Regions from separate parts of the Mus musculus genome. Here all the other regions are linked to region 1. A link is a contact called in public promoter capture Hi-C data. All regions are on one chromosome and are shown on one strand. The core of a region is the stretch at or near the end of the contact, and the rest is flanking DNA. Distances in the headings are between cores, read along the strand shown.

Region 1 (3,424 bases), core at 484-2,983:
CTTTCCAAAAAGTTCCACCTACTGTGGCCCAAGTATTCAAACATACGAGCCTATGGGGGCATCTTCATTCAAACCAAAGCAAGGATCTACATATCCTTTACTGATACTACAGGTATTAAGTATACAAAGATATTCCAACCAATCTATTCTAAAAAAATTCACTCTCATAAGTATTCTAAAGGAATAATCATAATGTCACTTTCTGTACACCTCTAGTGGAATTAGTGTTTAAACAATAACATTTTTGGAGAAGTTCTGAAGCTTTATGCAACTCTGAGTTTATGATACTGTATATGATACTGTAGTCTCTCTGGAGGGGCGAGAAACTGTAACTCCGCAGAAAACCTCCCGTAATGTAGAGCTGTCTTTTAGTGGAAAGCAAACGACTTTCTCTTTTTTAAGATGAGGAAGGATGTTATATTCCCTTCCTCTGGCTCATACCTATTTTTTTCTACTTGTGGATCATATTAAAAAGAAAAACTACTTGTGCTAAAGGGGAGGGGTTTTGTTTTTTGGTTTTTTTTTCACCCCCTAAGCAAGTGCTTCCTGCTTCAGCTCTGCTAAGTCTAGGGCTAACAAAAACCATATAATCTATCACAAACATTCACTCACATTATGATTTTTCCATTTGAACTGGCTCTCACTAATATGCCAGTTTATTTCTGAAACAAGGTTTTGATAGATGTAAATTTCTGGCCCTGAGCACCAACACACGCAGCAAATGTCTCCCCGATCCAGAATTCAGAAGCAAAGACTTTCCGAGAATTTAGCTGAATACCAATAAAAGTAAGGGGGCTCCCAATTACAAAGAGATAAAATTAAATAAGAATCAAATATAAATATCTTGTTAGTACTACACTGTCACCAGTGTACACCAACTACACAAATGAGATTCCAGCAGTACTTCCAGAACTATAGTTCTAAAAAAACGAAAAGAAAAGCATCGTAAGCCGTTTCCCTTGATCCTGGGTAAGAAATCAACATAGGTGAATTCCACTGAGACCCGTTTGCCGAAACTAATGCGCCATAAGGGCATTATCAGGACGTCCAAGGACAAAGCTGCTTACTACGGTCATAAAAGTTTGGCAGGGGCGAGTATGAGGTAAAGGCTGCAAGAGTCTATCTGTAATACACATACTCAAATGAAAATACCAGAGGGAGCCTCTTACAGCAAATCTCAAGGTCAACGCGCCAGGGACACAAAATGCCCAGAGCTGCAACAGGCCTGTCAACCTCAACCGGTGACGCCTTCGGTAAAGGGTCAAACAATACAGAGATAGTCTTAGAAAAATAAAAGGGAGGTGCACACAGCGGCTTCCCGATACGGCCGGCGTACGTGCAACTCAGAGAACCAGGGCAAAGCACGCAGCGGCCAAAGCGAAGGGCGCAAGGAAGGGCGTGGAGCGCTGGTAAGGGAAGGACGCGGCCACATACCCGGAGGCGGCGGAGCCGACCGGACGCGGCTGCGAATGCAAAGCCCTGTCAGGCCCAGGCCTCGCCGGCTCCCTCATTAGGCTCGCCGCTACCCCGTCCCGAGTTGTGCCGCCCCACCGGCTGCTCGTCTCCCGATAGACAGACGGACTTCTCAGCTCACCTCACACGGTCCAGCACAAGTACTCCGCTTCTCACGGGAGGCCTGCCCCGGGCCCGCAGGCCAGCTGCCCGGGGCACGCCTCACTCCGCCATCTTCGCTCCTTCCCCTGTCCGCCAACCCAGGGGCGGAGGCGCGAAAGGCTCCGCCCCGCCTCCGAGTGATGATTGGACAGCACCTTGCTCGCGCGCTCTTTTTCCATCGCGGATTGGCTGGGAAGTACTTCAATCAATCCCTCTCTCTGGTTCTATTTTTTGTTGTTGGAGCTTAGTGCTCCAGTTGAAGTTAAGGAGGAAAAGGGTTGTTGTAATTCACTTGAGGAAAAACATTCCGCACGGAGGCAGTCTCACTTTTTAGTAAGATAGCACTACAAGGCCAAATGACTATTTTAAATTATCGTTACTGTAAAAATATACTGTTACTAGTAATTCCTCTCTTGGCTAAAGGATTTTTATACCCGGACTAACACTACACCCAGAGGAACAATTTCATGGTGTCAGTTCTTCTGACTTTGACCCACTTGAGAGAATGTTGCCTGCTGTTTAAAGGTCAATACAGTAGCGTAGTTTTCCTCACCTTAAAAGGGCCTGCCCGCTGCCTGAGAAAATGTTAAACTGCATTTGTTGTTTGTTCCAGTTGTAGGATTTAGAGATCCTTTAGCGGTATTTCCAGGAGAGGTAGTGAAGGCAATAGTGTGACTCTTCCAGGTGATGACACACGTTCTTCTGGATAAGCAGTGCTTCCTAAATGACGGGGTTATCACTAGGCCATTTATTAAATCCAAATTTCTATGCTTCCCTCTGTGATAAGGATGCTATGCCATACAAAGACAAAACACAGTTGTCTATTGAATCTATTGGCTAATAAAATAATAATAATAATAATAATTACATTATTCGTTATTATTATTAGAATGTTAGAACCTATTGAATAATAATAAATTCACAAGCTACATTGATTTATTGGCTGCAACTGGCCATCAGCCTTGATTTCCCTTTATAGCTGGGCTGGTGACAGAGACCTTGTGTATCCCAGGCTGGCCTCAAATTGCAATGTAACAGAATTACCACACTGGTTATGTCCTGAATCTCAAGTGAGCAACAATGTCCTCCATCCAAAGACAGGTTCTTTGAGTGTTAGCTACTATCAGATCACACATCACTGCACCGTATGTCTCTGTGTATGAATAGGCACACTGTATATCTGTATATACTTAGACTACAGAAGGCCTGCAAAGGATTACACAAACCTCTGTGTTCAGTGAGGTTTTACTACATCCAGACAGAGCTGATATAAATGGGAAAAGTCACCACAGTTAGATATTGATGAACTCATTTAGAAAGACACAGAGTATTGAAGCTAGCTGAGGGGTCCAGGTGAGTGTCAACGGAGGAATATGGTGAGGTGCAGGACTGAGTAGGGACAGACAGATGCACAGACAACAGTAATCCAAAGGAGCGATATCAAGCAATGAGGCCTGGGCTAAGCCGAAGGGCTGCCCAAAGAACCAGCAGAAACAGTCTTGTCCCTCCTCAACTCACTTAAGCAGGGGTTCAGGTGACACTGCAGGGCTGTTACCATCAAACCATGGTGCTATGTCTTTCCTATTTATATGGGGTATAGGTGAGGAATTCTCCTGCCTGAGGTGTATGTGTGTGTGCTCACATGTAGTGAAAACTCAGACTGCATGCATATTAGACAAGCACTTATCAGAGCTATATCTGTTTAATACACCCATATCCATTTTTTTCATGTATTTTGATTTGATATATTTTTAGATTAAATTTATGTAAATTATTTTGCCTGTGATTATGCATGTACATGTACCACACA
Region 2 (3,424 bases), core at 271-2,770, 1.9 Mb before region 1:
GCCAAGAAAGAGCTAGTCAGGTGAGTGATACTAACATACCACTTAGTATCTGCTGCTTAGAGCTGGCAAGATGGCTTGGTAGAAAAGGGCACTTAAATTTGTTTCCCATGTGGTAGTTATTAGAAACACTATGGCAGTAGAGGAATCACACACACAATATAAGAGCCTGCATTTGAACATTAGGTACTTCTTTATACTGATTGTTCACACAGTTTCATCAAGGTCCAACATAGAAACTGACAATAAAATAGAATATATAATGCATTTGATCTGAGATGAAACTGAAGAAAAAAAAAAAACAGCAAAACAGAACACTTTATTTCAGTCAGTCAGTCAGTCCAGAATGTCTAAAAAAGCACATTATCAGTTGGTTAGGGCAATAAGAGCCTCCACCACATTGCCCATGTGTTCCCTCAAGCTCCTTTCTGCTGCTGCTCGAGAGATCTCCATTTCCGTCATCTGCAAAAGGGAAAATCACGTCACCAAAGCCTCTTCTCCACTTGTTTCAGGAGCCCAAATTAGGTAGCACTTCTCTTGTGAATCCATTAAAAAATTAATACTCACTATCAACTCCAGATCTTCCTTCTTGATAGTGACCTTCGCCAGTTCCTTCTCCCTGTAAATATTTATACATTTCTTTTCATTCTCTGCCTCTGCTATAAACTCCCAGAAGGAACACTCCCAGCTACTCACTGAAAATGGGTGGAACAAGGTTTACTGAAAATAGCAAATAAACGCGCCAACTCTTTCCCCTGGAGGTTTTACAGTAAGGTATCCTGGAATCTTTCCTTCCACTAACAAAGTTGTAATCCCTAGATCTGTAGAAATTGGTTAAAGACGTAAACTTTTTTTTCCCCTGGAGAACGAGGACCTACCGGTAGTGCTGGTGGTGTGCTTTAAACTTACCGCTCTTGTTTGGCCTTTTGTTCCCTGGACCGTCTGTCTCCAATGACGGACATAGCCTGTAGAAAACACGAGTCAAGTTATCTACCACCGTGCCACGCAAATTTTCTGATCTAAAACGCAATACCAAAAATAAAAACCACGTGGTTTTCAGGTATTCACAACTACGAGTGTTCTCAGGACCAAAGGACTACGCCTAATTTCGTGCACATGAGATCTATTTAGGCCCAATCTCTATCGAATTCTTAAGCAAACAGCAGACTGGGTGGGTGCTGTCGCTTAGCCCCACCCTACTGCCAAATCCCACCATTGCTATCAGCCTTCCCGGAGCCCCAGTGAGCAGCAAACCGGTCAGTCTCACCTCTCTCCCGCCCCTCTCTCAACCCCTCATACAAGCTCCCAGCCAACTTCACCGTTTCAAGATTCGAACTCTGGATCTCCTTCTCCTCCGCATAGTCAGTAACCCGCTCTAGGTCAGCAGCACCACTGTCATGTTTCCTTGGCTTCTCGGGAGGCCGCTCCGGGCCGCTGGTCTCGGTCTCTAACTCCAACTCCACGTCTCCCTCGGTCGCCATTTCGATCTCACCGCGCCGCCGCATAGGCTGCCGCTTCACAACTTCCGGCAACCCTCACAGCTTCCGCCCAGATAAGGGGCGGGGTAGGCGTGGACCACACCTTTGTGCCTGTCTTGAGAAGCTTCAGCTAGCAAAGAGGTTCGCTTTTGACTTCCTCTCCAGCTTGTTTTCTGCAGTCTCCTTCGACTATCTGTTCACTACCCACACCACCAAGGCACATTGTTCCTAAGAGCAATCCTTTCACACATAGAGACACACACATGGAATTCTGTCCAATCAAGGTGGCTAATCCTAAACCAATTAAAAAACCTAATCCCTAGACCTGATAGGCCAACTGCTCCTAATCTCAGAATAACAGTCCGAATGATCCCGAATAGGAAGCCCGGCGAAGGCATCTTCACAAGACTATTTGCATCTATCTACCACTTCCTGGTAACCTGTATTCATTTTATGACATGTCTATGCTGCCTTAAGACGAATGATTAGGCCAGCAAAGCGACTGTCCAATGGGCGAAAATCCCGAGAAGCTGCTGTTTCTCGTCAGTTTTTCCAATACTGGATCTACATCTAACAAAAATGATGGGTGCAAAAGTTGTCACCGGCCGGAGCACCACCCAGGGTCTTGCACAGCAGCACGGTGGAGTCAGTAATGTAGTGGAAACCCCCTTCAATCAGGTGAGACATTTGGGAAGAGATAGCTAAAAAGCTAGGAGTTGGGATGAGAAACCTGGTTCTTTGCCTGGGTAATAGGTAAACATCTCATTCCACATTCCCAGCCATAGATCATTAGGAAAAAGTTAAGTGGTTCAAGAATACACCAAAGTTTAAAGTTCTTGCAATGAAAACCTTACTAGTGCTTTGTGGAAGGTAATCCTAAGAGGCTCATAACCAGACAGAAGGATGGAGGGTTTGGGAATTTGACCATTGGTTAACCCCACACCCTTTGAAAAACTCTGCATTGCTTCTATCCCCAGGCATCCTGCTGTGGACCTGTTTCTTGGACCAGTGGCTGCCACTCTCTGACAGAGTCTAGGTGTAGCCGCCTGCTCTACATCCTCCTCCACGTGGGAGCCTCAGCAATCTGCTGCCTCCTGCTTTCGAAGACAGTGGTAGAAAGGGTCTGGGGCAAAGCACATGGGGTAAGTCGGCAAGGGTTGCAATGTGAGGGAAAAAAAAAAACCTTTAAGATTTGGGACAGGGAGCAAAGGAGTCAACCTACCAGTAAAAAGTTGAGACTGTCCATAGATTGTGGCTGGCCCTGACTTTTCTCACAACCAACTCCCTGCAGATCCAGATGCCCTCAGTGCTATGTGCCCACCTGTTTGGCAGCTCGGACTGCCCAGTTCTCAGTGGCTCTGGCGCTGTGTATCGAGTGTGTGCAGGAACTGCCACCTTCCACCTGCTGCAGGCTGTGCTGCTAGTTCGCCTCCACTCCCCCACCAACCCTCGGGCACAGCTGCATAACAGGTTTGTGTTTAATTTTTTGGATGGGGATGGGATAGAGGGAAGTAGACACAAGCTGGCTAAAAGAAACTCCAGGATGAAGAAAGAACACTGTAATAAAGAAAGTATGTTTATAAACTCCTGGGCTCTAAATTTTAAGTAATAGTTATATGCAAACCTTCTCTAACTGTAGTGTTGCTCAGATGTGACTGTGGCATCCGAGTTAGAACTTGGACTACAATGGGTTGGGGCTGGTTCCACCTGCCATACTTTTTTTCTTTCTCTCCTTTGCCTATTCTCCTCAATCTGGTTTTCTCTCTACCCTAACTAGCTTCTGGAGCCTCAAGCTGTTGTTCCTGTTAGGTCTCTGTGTCGTTGCCTTCTGCATCCCTGATGAGGATCTCTTCCCAGGTACTCTTCATCTTACACTGTGATCAGCAAGAGTAGGCTACAACTTCCTACTTAAGAGCAGGAAGCTGGACTTACATTACACACCTGTAATC
Region 3 (3,424 bases), core at 395-2,894, 1.8 Mb before region 1:
CTCATGTGTGTGTGTTTCAATGGGGATTGGACATGCTAGGCAAGCACTGAACCATATTCCAAAGCCTTGACTAAAAACTCTAATTGTGTAAGAGCCCACAATTCTTCAATTGTATGACCTCCTTCAGACAAAGAAGCCAGACCCAAGCGACACCCCCTCAGTTAACAGCACCATTATGTAACTATGATAAATTCGGAGAGAACACGAATTCTAGAGACATATAGATGCTATCTATAATGTGTAATCAATGTGACTGTCAACCACAGAAGCCTGAACTGAAACACAATTTGCTTCCTGCCTCTTTAGGCAGTCTTCACTACAGGACTTTTGAGTGTGACCATCTAAGTCAGAGAAGCTAGAGATGTTAACAATCCCACTGGGTCAGAAGCAAAGGTAAGTTACAGTGTAACTATCACACTCTGTCTTACTGATACTTTTGAACAGGTTTGAATTAAGGGTCATTGTGCTAGGAGGGAAAAAATATTGACATCCTCTAAACTGTATGCCCTTGTAATAAATAATTGGTAAATTATCCTATCCACTACTCTAAGTGACAAAACTAGAAATCCTATTTGCTCTCCCTTCCCAAGCAAAGTTTTTATTTGGGGTCACACCCACTCGATAGAACTTACCCTTTTCTTAGGTTAAGCAGTGGTAACTTTCTTATCCAGAATGTTATCATTTTCTAGAATTATTTAATACTGAAATTATGATAGGTCCTAGTGAAATAATTCTTGTTGGTTTACTCTTTTAATAAGAGGCCTCTGCAGCTTAATGTAAAATAGTGTAAGCCATGCCATGAACCAACTAATGGCCTGTCTCAAGAAAGCACTTAGGATCTTTCTGCAGCTACAGAGTGACCTTGGTTAGAAACCAATGGCTCTAATGGGGTGGAGACAAAAAGAGAAAAAAAAAAAACCCCAGAACCTCACCACTTAAAAGAGGACCTCTGCCTCCTCTCTGAAGGCTTTGGGATGCCAGCCTTGTCTGCAGACCTGGGGACACATACACTGACTCACCTAGATACTGAAAGATAGACCGGAGGGGGAGGGGATGGGAGAACCCTCCACATAGGAAGTGCTGCAAGAACGCGGAGGTAAGGACGTGGCCCTACCCTGGAGTTTAGGCTTTCTGCTTTCCGGATCTGCCCCCGTCCCCACCCTACCTCGTCCTCACCCCACCCCCCACCCCGGGCGGAGCGCCTCCCGGTTCCCCACCGACTGGCAATGAGGCAGCCGCAGCCAGGCCTGCTAGATAGTGGAGGGCGCCCGCGCTGCGTAGGCCCAACCGCTCCCGCGCCCAGCCGGTCCTCCGGCCCTGATCCCGCAAAGTGGCCTCACCAGGGGGCGAAGAACTCGACTAGCATGAGCCCCGCCGAGCCCGTGTCGGAGACGCGACTCTCGAAGTTTTCGTCCGTCAGTTCCAACACATCGGAGGCGGCGGCGAGACGGGCCGAGGCGAGCAGCAGCGCCACGCCCGGGAGCAGAGCTAGGCAGCTGAAGCGCATGGCGGCGGGTCGCGGTCGGAGGGCCGGGACCGGAGAAATGAGATGGGAGAGCCCGCAATCTGCAGCCGCTTGCCTGCGCTCGCGCGTCTGGCCCGGGCAGACCCGCTGCCGAGGTCCCAACCCCCTAGGCCTGCTCGGGGCCCGCAGTGTGGCAGCCGCCGATTGGCTGCGTCACGCAGCGTCGGGCGGGCGGAACAGCTGGTAACTGCCGATTGGCGGGCGCGCGGGGCGAGGCGGGGCGGACGCTTAGGCGAACGCCCGCCGGTCTGGCTGTGGCGGAGGCCTGGACGGGGGGTCGGTGGGAAGTAGGGGGCTCAGCGAAGCCGGAGCGGCCCTGAGCGCCACCCGCTGGGGAGGAGTGAAGCTCTGGGCGCCGGCGCGGAAGGCGGAGGGGTGAAGTCAGGGCTGAGTGGGCGGAAGTGAGGCCCGCGAAAGGGCTGGAGGGGAGCTTGAGCTGTCTGTCCGGCTCCCTCCCTCCGGGGCATTGGGGCGCGCACGCACTTGAGCGCACCGCGACACGTTTTCCAAATGTCAGGCTGTTGCTTTGTCCAATTATAGGGCGTAGTAAGTCTACATCCTGCCGCTGCCCTACCTCGTATCCTGCTTTGTCAGGTCCACGTGAGGTCTGTATTCTTTGTCCAGCCTTAGGCCTCTGCCCTCCCTGCCTGCTGCTCCCCCCCCCCCCATTGTTGTTTGTTGGTTTGTTTGAGAGGGTGGGTAGCTGAGGATTGAGCCCAGAACCTTGCACATTGCTGGGCAAGTGATCCAACACTGGATTACATCCCTAGTCCTCTTTTGACTTTTTGAGTCATGTTCACACCAAGGTGTCCAGGCTGGCCTTGACTTCATACTGTAATCCGCGAAGGTCTAGAACTTTCCATCCTCTGGCCTCAGCCTCTCGAGTGGCTGAGACTGATAGTGTGCACTACGTACTAATAGGCACAGGCTCAGCTTTCACCTTTTTTTTTTTTTTTTTTTTTTTTTGAGGCAAGGAGGATTGGCTGCCCTGGAACTCACTATATAGACCAGGCAAATGTGGAACTCAACAGAGATCCACCATCCTCTTGAGACTGGAATATCTGTCTACACTGCCTGCCTTTTAAACTGATTTTTGTTTGTTTTTCAAGATAGTTTCTCTGTGTAGCCCTGGCTGTCCTTCACTAGGCTGTCTTTGAGCTCTGAGATTTGCCTGCCTCTATCTCCAGAGCGCTGGGATCCAAGCCATGGGCCACCTGCCTAACATTTAAGCCTAATTTTCAAAAAGAAGTGTTTAATTACAAATGCTGTCAGAAAGTGAAAATAACCCGAATATTTAGTTAGCTGTGAAGATATTTCTTATGACTTTTGTTTTTGTTTTTTTTTTGTTGTTGTTGTTGTTTTTGGCTTTTCGAGACAGGGTTTCTCTGTGCAGCCCTGGCTGTCCTGGAACTCACTTTATAGACCAGCCTGGCCTCTAACTCAGAAATCCGCCTGCCTCTGCCTCCCAAGTGCTGGGATTAAAGGCGTGCACCACCACTGCCTAGCTTCTTATGACTTTTATGTCTTTTGCTTAGATGAAAAACAAAATCCGTACCGAACAACAACAAAATACCTTTGAGTCTTTCAATGTGTTTATTCTTAACTGCTCATAGCTTTTTTTGTGTGGGCTTCTTGAATCTCTAAAAGGCAAAGAAGCTGGGGGAGGAGAGAGCCTGCTAATTGTAGTATAATTCTTAAGCATGACATCCTTGGTTCTACTTTCTTAACAGACATGGCACAAGAACAAGGACATTTCCAGCTGCTCAGAGCTGATGCTATCCGTTCAAAGCTCATTGACACTTTCTCGCTCATAGAGCATTTGCAGGGCTTGAGCCAAGCCGTACCAAGGCACACTCTCCGGGAGATACTTGGTTAGTAACCCTCATTCACACTAAACGT
Region 4 (3,424 bases), core at 236-2,735, 1.7 Mb before region 1:
GGTGGCCCTGAGGAGAGGGCTCTGTGGGAGTCAGCTCAGTCTGCCCAGTCTTAGACCTAGTTGGTCTCCTTCCTCTCAAGCTAAGCAGACTGATACACTTAGTGCTCTGCTATAGTTGAGGTCGGCTTGAGGTGGGGTCTTTTTTTTTTTTTTTTTTGATTGCATTGATTTGATGTCTAGTACTCAGTAGAGAAACTCAGGAGTCAATCATGAATGATTTTAGGATTAAGAGGTAAGATGTGTCTCTGTGATTTGGGTCATTTTTGCTCTACTTGTAAAACATTCTAGGATTGGAATTTTAGTTATAACAATAGATCCTAAAATTTTCAGAGCGATTTCGTTTAAGCTGATCCTTTTGTTCCCACAAGTAATGCGTATGAAGACAACATGCTTTGATTTTTGGGTTAGGAGAATATGATCACTGTAATTTATAGCAGCAGAGAGGAGATTGGCTGGTAGGATGCTCCTCTCTAAGCTTGGCTTATTTCAAGTGCTAAACTGGGCATTTATAGAAGTTGAGAATCATGTATGGGCTGTGCCTAAATAATTCTGAGTCTGGAGTAGAGAAAACCGCCTCCATTTTAATGCCTTCTATGTATATTCTTGGCACTGTGCTAGGTGCTTTCCCTCCTGACAGCTGCTTGGTTAGAATTCTAGCCCAGATCCAACGGCTCTTTAAATTAAAATGACAGTGAAACCACATATGTATCTTGAGCTCAGTTCATTAATAGTTGTCACAGCTGCCACACCCTTTATAAGACCCTGACACCATGATTAGGATAATTAAATCTCTGGGCCTGGATCCTTTAGGTCATTGAGTTAGTAGGGGTGACAGCTGTTCTCTTTGCTTCTAGTTTGAGGATTACAATGCTCAGTTCGTTCAATGGGAGGTGCAAAGCGTCTGGGGCTGCTGCAATTCCCTAAAAGAAAGGGCAGAGAGAGACAAATAGGGAAGCTTGAAAGGGAGTGGGAACACGAAGACAATATAAAACAACAAAATCAAAACTGCCAGAGACATAGAGTGGGAAAACGGAAGCCTTTAAATTCAGGCAGAGGTCTACAAATGGGATCCTGATCGACACTGGCAAACCCCACAGAGGCTTCTCTTCCATTTCACCATTTCAGAAGTACTAGCTCTCCTCAATTCTCCTCCTCTTTGCCCTTTCTTTGAAAATCCAGGAGACTCTCCTTTTCCACGGAAGTCAGTGAAGGGGCCGAAGCCCTCAAGTGTGAGTAGTGAGTACCCCCGTCCTTCAGGCAGGGGTTTTTATTTCATGCCCTCTTAATGTCCCTTCGGTTCAAGGATACTGTCATGCTGGCTGTATTAGGGGGAGGGCCTGCGACGTCCATGCTACCATGGAAACACGCCGCCGTGTTCCTTTTCTTACGCTGGGGGCGGGCACTTCACCTCAGCCACCTATCATCCATAGGATTTCCTGAGTGGCAGACAACAGCAGCGAATGGGCGATCCGATATTGCGTGACGTGACGGGAAAAGGGGGAGCTCGCGGCCAGTGGCGGCGGTGGCGACAGTGGCGACCTGGGGATCGACCTGGAGGGGCCTGGGCAGCGTGCAGAAACCTCTAGATCCAGCGCGAGGCACCTCTCGCCGGGATGCCAGGTAGTGCTGCGAGCGGAGCCGAGCTAGCGGGCCGCAGAGGCCCGGGTGGCGGGCTTGAAGGGCTGGCCGCCTGGAGGGGGCGGGGTGGCAAGCATGGCGGCGGTGACGGGGACGGGGTTGGAGGGCCGGGGAGGGGGTGGGGAGGCAGCCGCCGCGGTGGTCCTGAGGCCGCATGAGGGCCGTGGGCTTCCCGCCCGCCGGGGTTGCGAAGAGGTCTTCCCGGGGCTCAGTGGCGTCAGAACGCGGGGAGAGTTGTGTGGGGGATGGAAAGGGGCGGGGAGAAGAGGTGAGGAAGGAAGCGTGTCTGAGGGAAGGTGAAGAGAAAGGAGGGAGGGAGGGGGAGATCGAAGGATCCAGAGGCGCGGTGGTAAATAACGGAGAAATGAGGGCTGGGGAGATGGCTGAGAAAGTGCTAAGAGCGATTGCAAATGTGGGCTACTGGGTAGCCCTAGAATGGTCCCTTTCTCGATCTCACACTTCCGCCCCTTTATTTAGTCTCAGATTGTGTGTGGAAAGCTCAATAGGGTTACTCTTCGAACTGATCTTTTGTTATTCCATTCCAGGGGAGCAGATGGACCCTACTGGAAGTCAATTGGATTCAGATTTCTCTCAGCAAGACACTCCTTGCCTGATAATAGAAGATTCTCAGCCTGAAAGCCAGGTTCTGGAAGAAGATGCAGGCTCTCACTTCAGCGTGCTATCTCGACACCTTCCTAATCTGCAGATGCACAAAGAGAACCCCGTGTTGGTGAGTGAGTGATGATGCCCTGTTCAAGTTATTATTTTTTTCTGACCCCCCTACACCAAACTAACCCAGAAAATTAACGTGTTTAGTTGATTGTTAGCTTTTGGATAAAGTTGGTGGGGAACGAAAAATGAAATCAACGTGTTCTCACCCACAGAAAGGTCCCTGTTGTACTACTTTGTGTACTGTGAGGATCTTATGTGCTCATGTTTTCTAGGATATTGTATCAAATCCGGAACAATCTGCTGTAGAACAAGGAGACAGTAATAGCTCATTCAATGAACATCTGAAAGAAAAGAAAGCTTCAGGTGAGCAGTTGAAGGCTTGGCTCTCTGCAGTGTTTAAGGTCCTGTGGGGGCAGAACGATTTAAACATGCAGTTGAGATTATGTGTAAGGAAGCCTAGTTTGTTATCTAGTGTTCAGTAAGCCTTTGGATACCCGTGATTAGTTTGGTGTTGCCTCCATTTCTCAATTTGTATTAAAATTTGATGGCAAATGTCTTCTGTGCTAATATCCACCTCCTTCTGTCTTTTTCAGATCCTGTGGAGTCTTCTCATTTGGGTACCAGTGGTTCCATCAGTCAGGTCATTGAACGGTTACCTCAGCCAAACAGGACAAGCAGGTAAACTATTGTTTCAGTCAAAGGAGTTGATTTCAATTTACTATTCGATCGACTCTTATCTGTACCTGCTGATTCATCCCAAAGATAAAGATATTAATCTTGTTTTGTGAATTGGGGAGTGGGATTTGGGGATTCTATAGGTAGTTCTGTTTTAGGACTGAGAGCTGGGATCTCTTTTGTGAAGTAACACTTCGTTCAACTCCTACAACTTCAAATTGTAATGTATACCCTAAAGAGTTTTCAAGTTTTACAGTGTCTTATGCATATCAGGATGGTGGTGTCCTCTGTGTTAGGCCTGCTACTGACTTCTGACATAATCTTAAGTTAATTCTATCCTTAAGCAGCTGTGCAGTAAAGACATTGTCCCCAGTGGGGTACTGATGGGCAGGGACATTAAAGCTTTACTATGTTCAGGGAGAGCCAGCCCTTCCTTCTC
Region 5 (3,424 bases), core at 349-2,848, 1.6 Mb before region 1:
GCAAGTCCAATGGGCCTCTCTTTCCAGTGATGGCCGATTAGGCCATCTTTTGATACATATGAAGCTAAGAGTCAAGAGCTCCGGGGTACTGGTTAGTTCATAATGTTGTTCTACCTATAGGGTTGCAGATCCCTTTAGCTCCTTGGGTACAGTTATCAAATTTGAACACTTCTTGTTGACAGAGTTTTAGAAAAGTTCTAGGTTTAAGATCAGTGAAATGGCTCAGAGAGTCAGGCATTTGCTACACAAACCTGAAGACCTGAGTTAAATCCCTGAAACCTACACAAATGTGGGAAGAGAGAAGTGACTCCATAAAGTTGACCTCTTCATACACTCTGTGACATATATGCCCACACTCATACAACATAGACACATACTCTAGTTTTAAAAAAAAAAATTCTAGTTTAGGCTTAATTACTGTGAAAAAGTCAACTCCACCTTGAAGTCACTGATACCATTTTACACAACACACTTAGACACATTTGTAGTTGTCATTCTTTTCTTTGCCTTTCTCTGCCCTCTGTTCCCTTCTTTTCTTGCTTTCTTTTTTGAGAGAAGGTTCCACAGTGAAGCCCAGGCTGGACTTGAATCACACCAATAATCCTGCTTCAACTTCCCAAAGGCTGGGATTACAGGCACAAACACTACGCCTGGCTATTAAACTCAGTGTTGCCAATTTAGTTTCGGCAAAATATTGAGTATCACGCTATATCTGGGCTTCTCACGGGGGTTGGGGGAGATAAAGGAACAGAGGGGGAGAGGAAGAGAAAACAACTAACGGGTACATTCCTGTTATACTCTTCTAATTACAGGAAAAACCCCCTCTCAAGTTCTTCACCTGGTACAGAAATTTTCGAAGAAAGGAGGGAAACACCATATGTTTACAAATTCATTTTTTTCATCCAACACAATTTACTGAGTATTGTGTCTTGAGCGCTTTGTATACATTTCCACTACTTTCAAAATTCAATTTGAATCAATGCAAGAGTTCCCTATCCCTCCCCCTTTTCCCTCAAATAACTATCATCTAATTCCAGCTACACATTTAGGGATTCAGTTTAACAACAAATTCATATGCAGTGAAAAGAAGTGTGGTTCTATCCACTCCTAGTGGTTCTCTAGCAGGAGTCGCGGGACCGCAGGGCCCCCATAGCCGGAGCTCCGTAGGGTTGGCCCTCGGTTTCTCCCCGCTCGCGGGCGCCGGTCGGTTGGAGTTCCCCGGGTCCCGCCCCTTCGCTGCGGCTCAGCTGCACCCGCCGCGCGGCAAGCGACTCGTCTCTGACCCCCTGCATACCTGCAGGCCACTCCGCTTGTTCCAGGTGAAAATGGACCCTGGGTACCCACTCAGGGCCAAGAGCAGTTCGTGAATCATTTCTAGGGCGGCTCGGGAGTCCCTAGATCTACCACCTCCTCTTTTCAGCGCCTCTCCGGGCGACCCCTCACACCCAGCGGAATCTCTTGCCCTGAATCCCCGCAGTCCACCGGGAGAGGAGATGCCACAGAGCCGCGCGCCGCATCCCGGAAGTGCGCGCGGCCCAGGCGCCCACCGCCTCGCTCCCGCCGCGGAGCCGCGAGGAGGCGCCGGTGCCGTCGCGCATGCGTCCTGGGCTCCAGGAGAAGCCCGCTCGGACTTCCGGCTTGAGAGCGGGACTGAGGCTAGCCCAGGAGGGGAAGGGATGAGAGTGAGTTGAGAAGCTGGTTGAGAGAGACGCGGCCTGGGGTGGGCCGGCGGGAGTCCTCAGGACGCCTTGGCAGGGTCTGTGGCATTTTGACCGACTGCCGACGTCTCCCAGAGTGACCCGGCCGGAGGGAAGAAAACAAAGCTGGAACTTGGCAGCCGCCGCTGTGGAGCTGTGCTCGAAGCCCACGGACTCGCAGCACCGGCCCGCATCGGCCTCGTTCTCAGGAGACCCACCACTGCCGCCCCTCGAGCTTCCTCGCTTCACCAACTCCTGTAACTCTCCCCTAGTCCACCTCAATTTAGAAGCCCAAGTCGGCTCCCCCGGTGCGCGACCTTCCCCATCTGTCGCCCCGGAACTCTTGCCGAGTTCTTACTTCGTTCGGGAGGCGCGAGCAAGAGACCCAGTGTTCGGCACTTGACTTTGGTTCGGGGTGGAAATTTGTAGTTTGGTGTTCAAGGGGCGGGGCAGACACCAGGAGCTTCTGGAAGGACGGCGGTGGTTCTAGGGGAGAATAGCCGGCGCTCGCTGGACAGAGGCTTTTTGTTGTCGTTCGCCAAACGTTTTGACCGATTTGATCTGGGGCGCTAATGATTTACCTGAGGTGGGAGCGAAGCGGACAGATTTTTCTTTTCTCTGCAACTTCCTGGGGATACTCTAAACGTCACCTAGAAATGCAGTTTTTAAAAGGTCATTTTCACCTTGCCTATTGATTTGCTGTCCTGAAAAGGTACTGCCTCAGAAGGCCACTTCGAGCATATTGAAAGTCAGGCCGGCTCTGACAAGGTTTTAAACATGTAAAGATACTCTCCTCAGATAGCGCCATTTCTCTCTACTCTAGGATAAAACTCCTTTTTACAGAGAGACTCATCTGCAGGTGTTTCTCCAAGGGCATGCAAAGATAGTGTAATAAGTCCTAGAACCCAGACAGTGAGGAGAGAAACGGCTTTCTGCTGTGAAAGATGGCCAAACCCACTCGGAGAGGAAATGGCACAAGCTCTGAAAGCTTACGACAGCGCTTCAGAAGATTCCATTACCAGGAGGTGGCTGGGCCCCGGGAGGCTTTCAGCCAACTATGGGAACTTTGCTGTCGGTGGCTAAGGCCGGAGGTGCGGACCAAGGAGCAGATTGTAGAATTGTTGGTGCTAGAGCAATTCCTGACTGTGCTACCTGTGGAGATCCAGAACTGGGTACAGAAGCAATGTCCAGAAAATGGAGAGGAGGCGGTGACACTGGTGGAAGATTTAGAAAGAGAGTCTGGAAGACCTGGACATTCGGTGAGGAGGAGGGGGAATACAGTCAGAAGTGTGTGGCTGGGGAGAGACAAGGATGGAGGGGCAGTTTAAGATCAGTCGGATGTAAAGAGGTTTGGTGATTTTGATACTTCTGATCTGGAAGGGTTACTTTTTCAGGTAGGGCTTGCTTGGAGATGCCTACTCTGTTACAGTAAGTCTTTCACTTCAGTTTCTTAAGAGAAAAAATGGGGGAAGTTTCTTTTCCAGCTGCTATTTGGGTTTCTGTTTGATCTTTCTGCAGTTTCAACCACTCTAAGCTGATGATAACGGAATAAACACTTGTCTGTCCTACTCCCCACCCTCCACTCTGGCCTGGCCTCAGAGGATGGTCTCCCCCTGGGAATGCCCCTTGTTATGACCATGTCAATTAACGGGGGGTTATTTCTAGGTCACAGTCTCTGTGAAGGGGCAGGAAATGCACTCGGAGAAGATGACACCCCTGAAATCATC
Region 6 (3,424 bases), core at 430-2,929, 1.4 Mb before region 1:
TTCACAGGAAAGTCACATGCTCAAAATGAAGAGAAACAAACATGGATAATATACTTACGTATAAATATATAATATTACCCTGAAGATAAACATATAATGTTTACATGTCAGGATATAGTCTACTACCTTAGCAAAGCCCTAGCCCATGAATACAACACTACCGTGTACGGTCACTTACCCTGGTCCTTAGGAAGTGAATAATACACTATAATTATTTCCTCGATGGCAATACGGACTTGCTCACAGATCCTCTGGGTTTCCTATGAGGTGATGGACCAAATTCAGAAAGAATGTTTAACATCAATGCTGTCAACTCATTTACTAAGGAAGAGACCAAACATCTATAGAGCATGGTTAAATCTTTTATGAAAACTCGTCATGAGTCAGGTCTTATAATGTACTCACCACACAATAGAAAGAAATTAGGTAGACACCTGACAATTATAAAAAGCATTACAAAAAGAAGGACAGCCTTGGCTGTCCTGGAACTTGCTCTGTAGACCAGGCTGGTCTTGAACTCAAGAGAGCAGCCAGCCCCTGCCTCCTTAAAGTGCCGGGATTAAAGGTGTGTACCACCAGCAGCAACAGCAACATCTTAACACTAAAGGGTTTTATATAACAGGTGCTGCTTAGATACTGCAAAGACATTTAACTCCTCCTCTGCTATTTATTGACCTGAGCCTCTAAACCTGCTTACTCATTGGTCAGATGGGGAATATGTATGTGAAACAGCTATAAATCAACAAGGAAAGTTGAAAGTTAAGAGGAACTAACCTGGCTGAGTTTCAGCCTAAATTTAGAAGACCTTTCTAACCCTATGCACCTGGCTATTTACAACAATCCCATGTGGTAAGAACTGTAACCTCGCTTGCTAAGTGGGGGAAATAAGTGTGGCTTGAATGTGAAGGGTAAGAAAACGGGAGGATTCTTAAGGAGAAAATAACCCTCCGGAAGCAAAGCTCACCTGTGGAGATGGCCATGGAAGTTTAGAGAAGTGCGTTGTCAGAACAGTGGCTTCCCCGTTCACTTTCACTGCTGCCTCATCTGGGGGTGTCAGAGGCGGCAGGGGGCCAAAGTTAGTGTTAAAAGGTTAAAGTTACTACTTGGACTTTTTAGATAACGCGTCCCTTTTCCACCCTAATCAACATCTCCAAAACAACTCCAGAAATCGTTTTATATTTCTGCTTCAAGTGCGGAGAATGGGTGGGAGAAGGGATGAGGACCAGAGACATTGTCATCTCAGGGGACAGCAGAGGGAAGGTTAGGATGCAGGGAGATGAGGGAAGAGCCCGCAACGGCAGACACTCACTGAGTCTTCTCCAAAACATTTCTCGATTAAATTCCTCCGCTGTCTCCTGGGCTTCGCCGACTTGAGGAAGGCCGGATCACCCCGAAAGCAAAAGACAGGTGAGAGGAGCCCTGACCTGATGCCCTACATCCCTACCCGGAGCCCGGGATGCAGATTCCCATAACTCACCCCGTACTCGAGGCAGAAGTGACCGTAGCTCCTCTGCTAAGTGCCGGAGCTGCTCCAGAGGCGGAGCAAGGAAGGGGACTGCGGCTGTCGAGCTCGCCATCGCAGGCTCTCTCTGGGAACCAGCTAAGACGCTTAAGCCATTTGGCCCCGCCGCAGTACTTCCGGTGCTGAAAAACTCATCTCGTTTCCGGCAACACACAGCGCGTCCCGCCCCTTCCTTCTCAGTGTAGCGACCCCGCCTTCCCAGACAGCCCGGCCATCCGTCCACGCCTCCCCCCACCCCCAGAGACCCGCCCACTCAGGAACAAGACCACGCCTCCCCACTGGAAACCTGCCCACTCCCCGCTGGCCCGGCCTGGAGACCCAGCCACGCCTCCTTCACCTGCCCTCCCCGCAGATCTAGAGACTTTTTCCAGTCCCTGGCTACACCCCACTACCCCTCCCTCCATGACACTAGGCCACTCAAAAGACCCAGCCAGGCATCTTTTGACCTACTAGAGACCTGGCCACTCTTCTATGTAACTGAGCTTTTCCCCTGTAAATATGTCCGTGGCAGTGCCTGCAGAGGCCAGAGAGGGAATCAGATCCCCAGGACCCGGAGTTACACTGTGTGAGTGAAGGGAATCGAACCTGTGACCTTTGGAAGAGCAGCCAGCACTCTTAACTGCTGACTCCAGCTCCCTGGTGACTCTTTCTCCAAGCCCCCAAACCAGGCCCACTTTCTGGCTCCCATATGTTTATCAACATTGCAGATCCGTTTGTGATATTTCTTTGTTAATACTTATCTTTTATTATTTTTTAATCACATGTAAGTCTGTGCACATATGAATGTAGGTGCCCACAGTGGCTCTGGCCTGGAGCTAGAGTTACAGGCAGTTGTGAGCATCTGACATGGTTGCTAGGGATTGAACTCGGGTCTTCTGGAGGTAAAGTACATGCTCTTAACCACTGATCTCTCCAACCCATTGTTTATGGCTACCATTCATTCATTTATTTGATTAGTTGAAAACAACCTTGGCTAAGGAAGCAGAAAGCCCATGATCGGTGGGGAAACAGGCTGGGAAGTCAAGTCTCAGGAGCAGTAAAGGTCCAGGACAAGTTTCCACAGGCTCCCTAGGCAGAAAATGACATCCTGAACTCCAAGTTCGGGCTGGATGCTTTTCACAGGATGACCCTAATAAACACAGTAGTACCAAGGGACACAGTGACACAGAGACCCCACTGTGGCAATCTTCTTGATTAGGGCTCTTTGCCTCCTGAGGAAGAATCAATTGTTAGACTTTTCTGCAGTCCACACAGCAAGAATCAGTAGTAAACATTTCCAACATTCAGATGTCCAAGGAGTGACTGCTTCCTGAAGCTCACCCACTGATACTGGCTTTCCCATCTGCCACAGGGCAGAGATCTGAGCCACAAATGTGGAGGCTGGACTTCTTCCAGGCTGCTAGCTGTAAGCCATGGACTTCAGGAGCTCAGATGACTTTTTAACTGCACCATGAATATTCCAAGTTCAGTGGAGTTCAATGTCCACACACGGTAAATGAGCACAGGTGTCAGCAATGTCAACCAGGTCCTCAATGGAGAGAATGTAAAGGCTAGGGAGCCATATGTCACATGAAGAAAGTAGCAAGAATAAACCTGCCATATGTACAGTAGAAGTATAAGTAGGTAAACAGGTATAATCTTCCAGTATTTTCCCTGGTGGAGATGAGACCTGAAGCTGTGACCAAAGCAGCGATGTAGCAAACTCCAGCATACGTAAGCCATCAAGGGGATGTTAAAGAACACCAGCTAGGAAAAAGGAGACAGAGCCATTAACTTACCACCATGCCCTGCCCTGGGAAGGGTTGCGTCTCAGTGTTAGTAACTTCTACTAATATGTCTTTAGTTTAGATGTCGGTTTTTTCTTGAGGGTGGAAGATGAGGATAGAACTCAGGAATTTGCAT
Region 7 (3,424 bases), core at 237-2,736, 1.4 Mb before region 1:
ATTGTAGCAAGTGCCTATTACCTATTGCAACAGTTGTTTTCCAACCCCTAAACCAGGATTTATGCTGTGACCAAGCATTATTTCAGAGCAAAAAACAATCTAGTTTGACCAATGAAATGCTAAAGTTTCTAGGAAGTAAACAGAACACCTGAAGCAGGGACTTATTCATTATCTGAGGACAGATACTTCATCTTAGTAAGAGACATGTTTCAGAAGGGTGAGTGACAGCCGAGCCACCCAAAAAACAGAACACAGAACACAACTCTTTGGAGCTTTTCCTACCCAACCTTTGGGCTCACACGTGCACAGGTTTGAAGAGTCCTCAAACAACTGAAAACATAACCTCCTTGTACAGAAAAATATAAGTCAGCAAAGGAGAGCTTTTGATTCCCGGTTATAGGGCACCCCCTAATATTCAAATTCATCAGGACATCATCACCATCAATACACGCGCACGTGCGCACACACCCACACATAAACACACACACACACAACACAAATATGGCAGACAACATCTGGTCGTAAGCATCACAAGCCTTATTCCTACTGAGAAAAACCTTGAGATGGCAAAGCATTTAGCCTGGATCCTGACTCCATTATCCACCACTTCAAAGGGCTCACTGACGGTCTAGGGCCAGAGTTGCCAACACCCTCAAGCGAATAGCTGCTGCCCATTCTACCATCAGGACCATAGAACACCACCACCGCACCGCACACAGCACAGGAATCCTTCCTACCAGTGGCCAGGACAAGAGCCGGTTGAATGATGTCAATAGTTTCCGAACAGAACTTCTCTAAGGCCAGCGCTCTGCCTGGATCTTGAAATCTGCTCAGGTGAATGTCGGATATCTGTCAAAAGCAGGCATTGGACAGACACGTTATCTGAGTCAGGAAGAGCCGCACCGACACGGGTGGCCCGTCAGCTCTCGGGGAGCGGAAGGGAAAGAAAAAGATGCCCTAACGAACCCCGGGGAAGGAGAGCCGAGCCTCCCGGCGGACTGCGACCGAGGCCCCCTGCTGGGCGAGCCCGCCCCGCGCTGTGCCCTCCCCTGGCCTCCCGCCACTTCACCTGCAGCCCCCAGAAGATGTTGTTGGCTTCCGAGCCCGGGGCGGGGTGCGGCCTCTGGGAGCCTCTGGGCTTCGGCAGCGGCGTAGTCGGCCCAGCCAGGCCGTAGTGCTCCAACAGCAGGGCGGCCACCGCGGCCGCCGCCAGCCCTGCCACCACCCGGACCGCCAGCATTCTCGCCATCTCGGCGCAGCCCCGGAGCGCTCCGGCCCGCACTTCCGGCCTCTGTGGCCTCCCGCCGCCTCCGCAACTCGCCTCAGCCCAGGCCTCCGCGCCGCGGCAGCCCGGTTGCCCGGCGTTTGACAACCTAGTGAGGACCAGGAAGAGCCAAGCGAGGGGGTGGCAGGGAGGCAGCTCGCCACCTGGCTCCACCAGGGTCTGGCATCCCTGACCGTGGTGCGACCTCAGCACCTGTAAAGCGAAGTTAATGACACCTTGCGTGCGTGCGGGGTGCTTGTGAGAATCAAAGTGAGTATCAGGACGCCTCTTAAAGTACAAATGCGACGGGCGGCTCACTCTGGCTCCTTCACGAATAACATAACCCCACAGGATTCCTTATCTTGTGGAAATTATCTTTTTCCTTAATCTGATTTTATATGTACTTGTTATGGTATTGTGGCACTGTAGTATACTTGTAAATTAACTTTTTCTATTGCCTGAAGCAGAATTAGAGTCTAGTCGTGGCCTTAATTTATCAAACCTACTTCTTTATTGTTGGCTTTCAACTCTTTAATATGTGTTGCTATTAAGAATAAACATTTTTATACAAATCGTGCTTTAAACAATATTTCCTTGGGATATATTGTCAGTGTTGTAATTTTTCAATCAGTTCAACATCTCTGGACTGTAATAAGCCATTGATGCAAACAGAAAACATAAGGGAGCATTTCCAGTGTGGTTCCCAGCACCTACATTAGAAGGCTTCTGACCACAAGCGCCAGGGAATACAACGCCCCCTTCTGTTCTCTATAGAGAATGCACTGGGTTGCATAAACCCACTTTCAGACACACATATAATTAGTACAAAAATAAAATATTTTTAGGTGGGTGTGATGGCACACACTTTTAATGCCAGCATTTGGGAAACAAACGCAGGAAGATTTCTGTGAGTTCGAGGCCAGCTTGGTCTACATAATGAGTTTCAGGACAGCTGGGACTATGTAGAGAGACCCTATCCCCCCAAAAAATTAATTACAATTTTTAAAAAGATTTACATGTTGATTTTATGTATGTGAGTACACAGTCACCCTCTTCAGACTCACCAGAAGAGGGCATCCGATCCCATTACAGATGGTTGTGAGCCACCATGTGGTTATGGGAATTGAACTCAGGATCTCTGGAAGGGCAGTCAGGGCTCTTAACTGCTGAGCCATCTCTCCAGCCCCTACAAAATATTTTTTAGAATCTTTATTGTTATCATATGGGTATGAGTATCTTGCCTGCATGTATGTCTGTGTACCATGTGTGTGAATTGCCCATGGAGGACAGAAGAGGGCACTGAATCCCTTCGCACTGGAGTTGCAGACTGTTGTGAAGGACTATGTAAGTGCTGAGAGCGGAATCTCAATCCTCTGTAAGAGCCACAAGTACTCTTAACCACTGAGGCACTTCTTCAGCCCTTAAAAATAAAATGTTAAAAAAATTTAACTGTAAAAGGAAAATAAAGATACTAGAAACAATTCACAATACAAACCTTTAAAATAAGCCAAGCTTAGTGGCTCAAGCCTTTAATTCAGCACATGGAGACAGAGACAGGATGATCTCTGAGTTAGAGGCCAGTCAAGGCTACATAATGAGATTCTGTCTCAAATAAAACAAAATTTTAAAAATCTTTAAAATGACACACACAACAGAATATCATACAATAACTAAAGTAAATTTGAAGAAAAATGTATGGGGTAAAAGTGTGTTAATAACAGGCTAATAAACTTCCTAAGATTTATAGTATGACACACTTAAGGCCAAGGACAGACCAATGCAAGAGCATAGAAGTGTAAGACTATATAGTATGTTTGTGGGAAATGTGAATAAACTTTAAGGTCAGAGATAACAATGGAGGTTAGGCTGACAAAAACATTTCAGGGTAGATTTCAGAAGAGATTTGTGTGGCATGCAAATTAAATTTCATACAATATACGTAGTATACATAGATAAGAGAGTCTCACAGCAATATATATAAGAAAGTTTCTTGAGATAAAAGTGGTGCCATGGGTGGAGAGGTGGCTCAGCGGTTAAGAGCACTGACTGCTCTCCTGAAGGTCCTGAGTTCAAATCCCAGAAACCACATGGTGGCTCATAACCATCCATAATGAGATCTGACACCCTCTTCTGCTGTGTCTGAAGACAGCTACAGTGTAC

Evidence for each region. Promoter capture Hi-C pulls out the DNA fragments that hold promoters and counts their contacts. Capture Hi-C pulls out chosen DNA fragments and counts their contacts.
Region 2: a contact with region 1 is called in a promoter capture Hi-C map of adipose tissue, with 3 times the contacts expected there. The contact joins the promoter of Hypk here to the promoter of Oip5os1 in region 1. A contact is called at or near these places in 5 of 39 promoter capture datasets (cranial neural crest, hippocampal neurons, liver and 1 more), 1 of 115 datasets of contacts at active chromatin or transcription factors (embryonic stem cells) and 2 of 9 other capture datasets (adipose tissue and liver).
Region 3: a promoter capture Hi-C map of liver shows a contact between it and region 1, with 6 times the contacts expected there. The contact joins the promoter of Pdia3 here to the promoter of Oip5os1 in region 1.
Region 4: a promoter capture Hi-C map of liver shows a contact between it and region 1, with 3 times the contacts expected there. The contact joins the promoter of Trp53bp1 here to the promoter of Oip5os1 in region 1. A contact is called at or near these places in 2 of 39 promoter capture datasets (liver and pre-B cells), 1 of 484 Hi-C or Micro-C datasets (B cells) and 1 of 115 datasets of contacts at active chromatin or transcription factors (microglia).
Region 5: a promoter capture Hi-C map of liver shows a contact between it and region 1, with 6 times the contacts expected there. The contact joins the promoter of Tubgcp4 here to the promoter of Oip5os1 in region 1. A contact is called at or near these places in 4 of 39 promoter capture datasets (hematopoietic stem and progenitor cells, hippocampal neurons, liver and 1 more) and 1 of 9 other capture datasets (liver).
Region 6: a promoter capture Hi-C map of liver shows a contact between it and region 1, with 3 times the contacts expected there. The contact joins the promoter of Ccndbp1 here to the promoter of Oip5os1 in region 1. A contact is called at or near these places in 1 of 39 promoter capture datasets (liver) and 1 of 9 other capture datasets (liver).
Region 7: a contact with region 1 is called in a promoter capture Hi-C map of adipose tissue, with 4 times the contacts expected there. The contact joins the promoter of Tmem62 here to the promoter of Oip5os1 in region 1. A contact is called at or near these places in 2 of 39 promoter capture datasets (embryonic stem cells and liver) and 3 of 9 other capture datasets (adipose tissue, liver and pancreatic islet).

Annotation. Positions count from the first base shown.
Region 1 is chr2:119,592,605-119,596,028 of GRCm38.p6, reverse strand. Oip5os1 (Opa interacting protein 5, opposite strand 1) reads right to left here and starts at 1,733. Exons shown (of 3, transcript NR_027832.1): 1 at 1,595-1,733.
Region 2 is chr2:121,455,184-121,458,607 of GRCm38.p6, reverse strand. It overlaps Hypk (huntingtin interacting protein K), which reads right to left and starts at 1,520. Exons shown (of 4, transcript NM_026318.3): 1 at 1,317-1,520; 2 at 907-962; 3 at 565-616; 4 at 168-459. The coding sequence starts at 1,502. The coding sequence ends at 364. It overlaps Serinc4 (serine incorporator 4), which reads left to right and starts at 1,844. Exons shown (of 12, transcript NM_001025371.2): 1 at 1,844-2,153; 2 at 2,453-2,617; 3 at 2,767-2,945; 4 at 3,253-3,332. The coding sequence starts at 2,055.
Region 3 is chr2:121,412,122-121,415,545 of GRCm38.p6, reverse strand. Pdia3 (protein disulfide isomerase associated 3) reads right to left here and starts at 1,644. Exons shown (of 13, transcript NM_007952.2): 1 at 1,341-1,644. The coding sequence starts at 1,507. Catsper2 (cation channel, sperm associated 2) reads left to right here and starts at 1,754. Exons shown (of 13, transcript NM_153075.3): 1 at 1,754-2,130; 2 at 3,256-3,396. The coding sequence starts at 3,258.
Region 4 is chr2:121,269,468-121,272,891 of GRCm38.p6, reverse strand. Trp53bp1 (transformation related protein 53 binding protein 1) reads left to right here and starts at 1,485. Exons shown (of 28, transcript NM_013735.4): 1 at 1,485-1,620; 2 at 2,184-2,368; 3 at 2,583-2,673; 4 at 2,904-2,988. The coding sequence starts at 1,614.
Region 5 is chr2:121,169,342-121,172,765 of GRCm38.p6, reverse strand. Tubgcp4 (tubulin, gamma complex associated protein 4) reads right to left here and starts at 1,598. Exons shown (of 18, transcript NM_153387.3): 1 at 1,295-1,598. The coding sequence starts at 1,372. Zscan29 (zinc finger SCAN domains 29) reads left to right here and starts at 1,641. Exons shown (of 5, transcript NM_001290819.1): 1 at 1,641-2,956; 2 at 3,363-3,424. The coding sequence starts at 2,642.
Region 6 is chr2:121,006,663-121,010,086 of GRCm38.p6, reverse strand. Ccndbp1 (cyclin D-type binding-protein 1) reads right to left here and starts at 1,679. Exons shown (of 11, transcript NM_010761.2): 1 at 1,478-1,679; 2 at 1,310-1,369; 3 at 965-1,044; 4 at 179-260. The coding sequence starts at 1,577. It overlaps Tmem62 (transmembrane protein 62), which reads right to left. Exons shown (of 14, transcript NM_175285.3): 14 at 2,244-3,268. The coding sequence ends at 2,942.
Region 7 is chr2:120,975,124-120,978,547 of GRCm38.p6, reverse strand. It overlaps Tmem62 (transmembrane protein 62), which reads right to left and starts at 1,486. Exons shown (of 14, transcript NM_175285.3): 1 at 1,070-1,486; 2 at 738-849. The coding sequence starts at 1,249.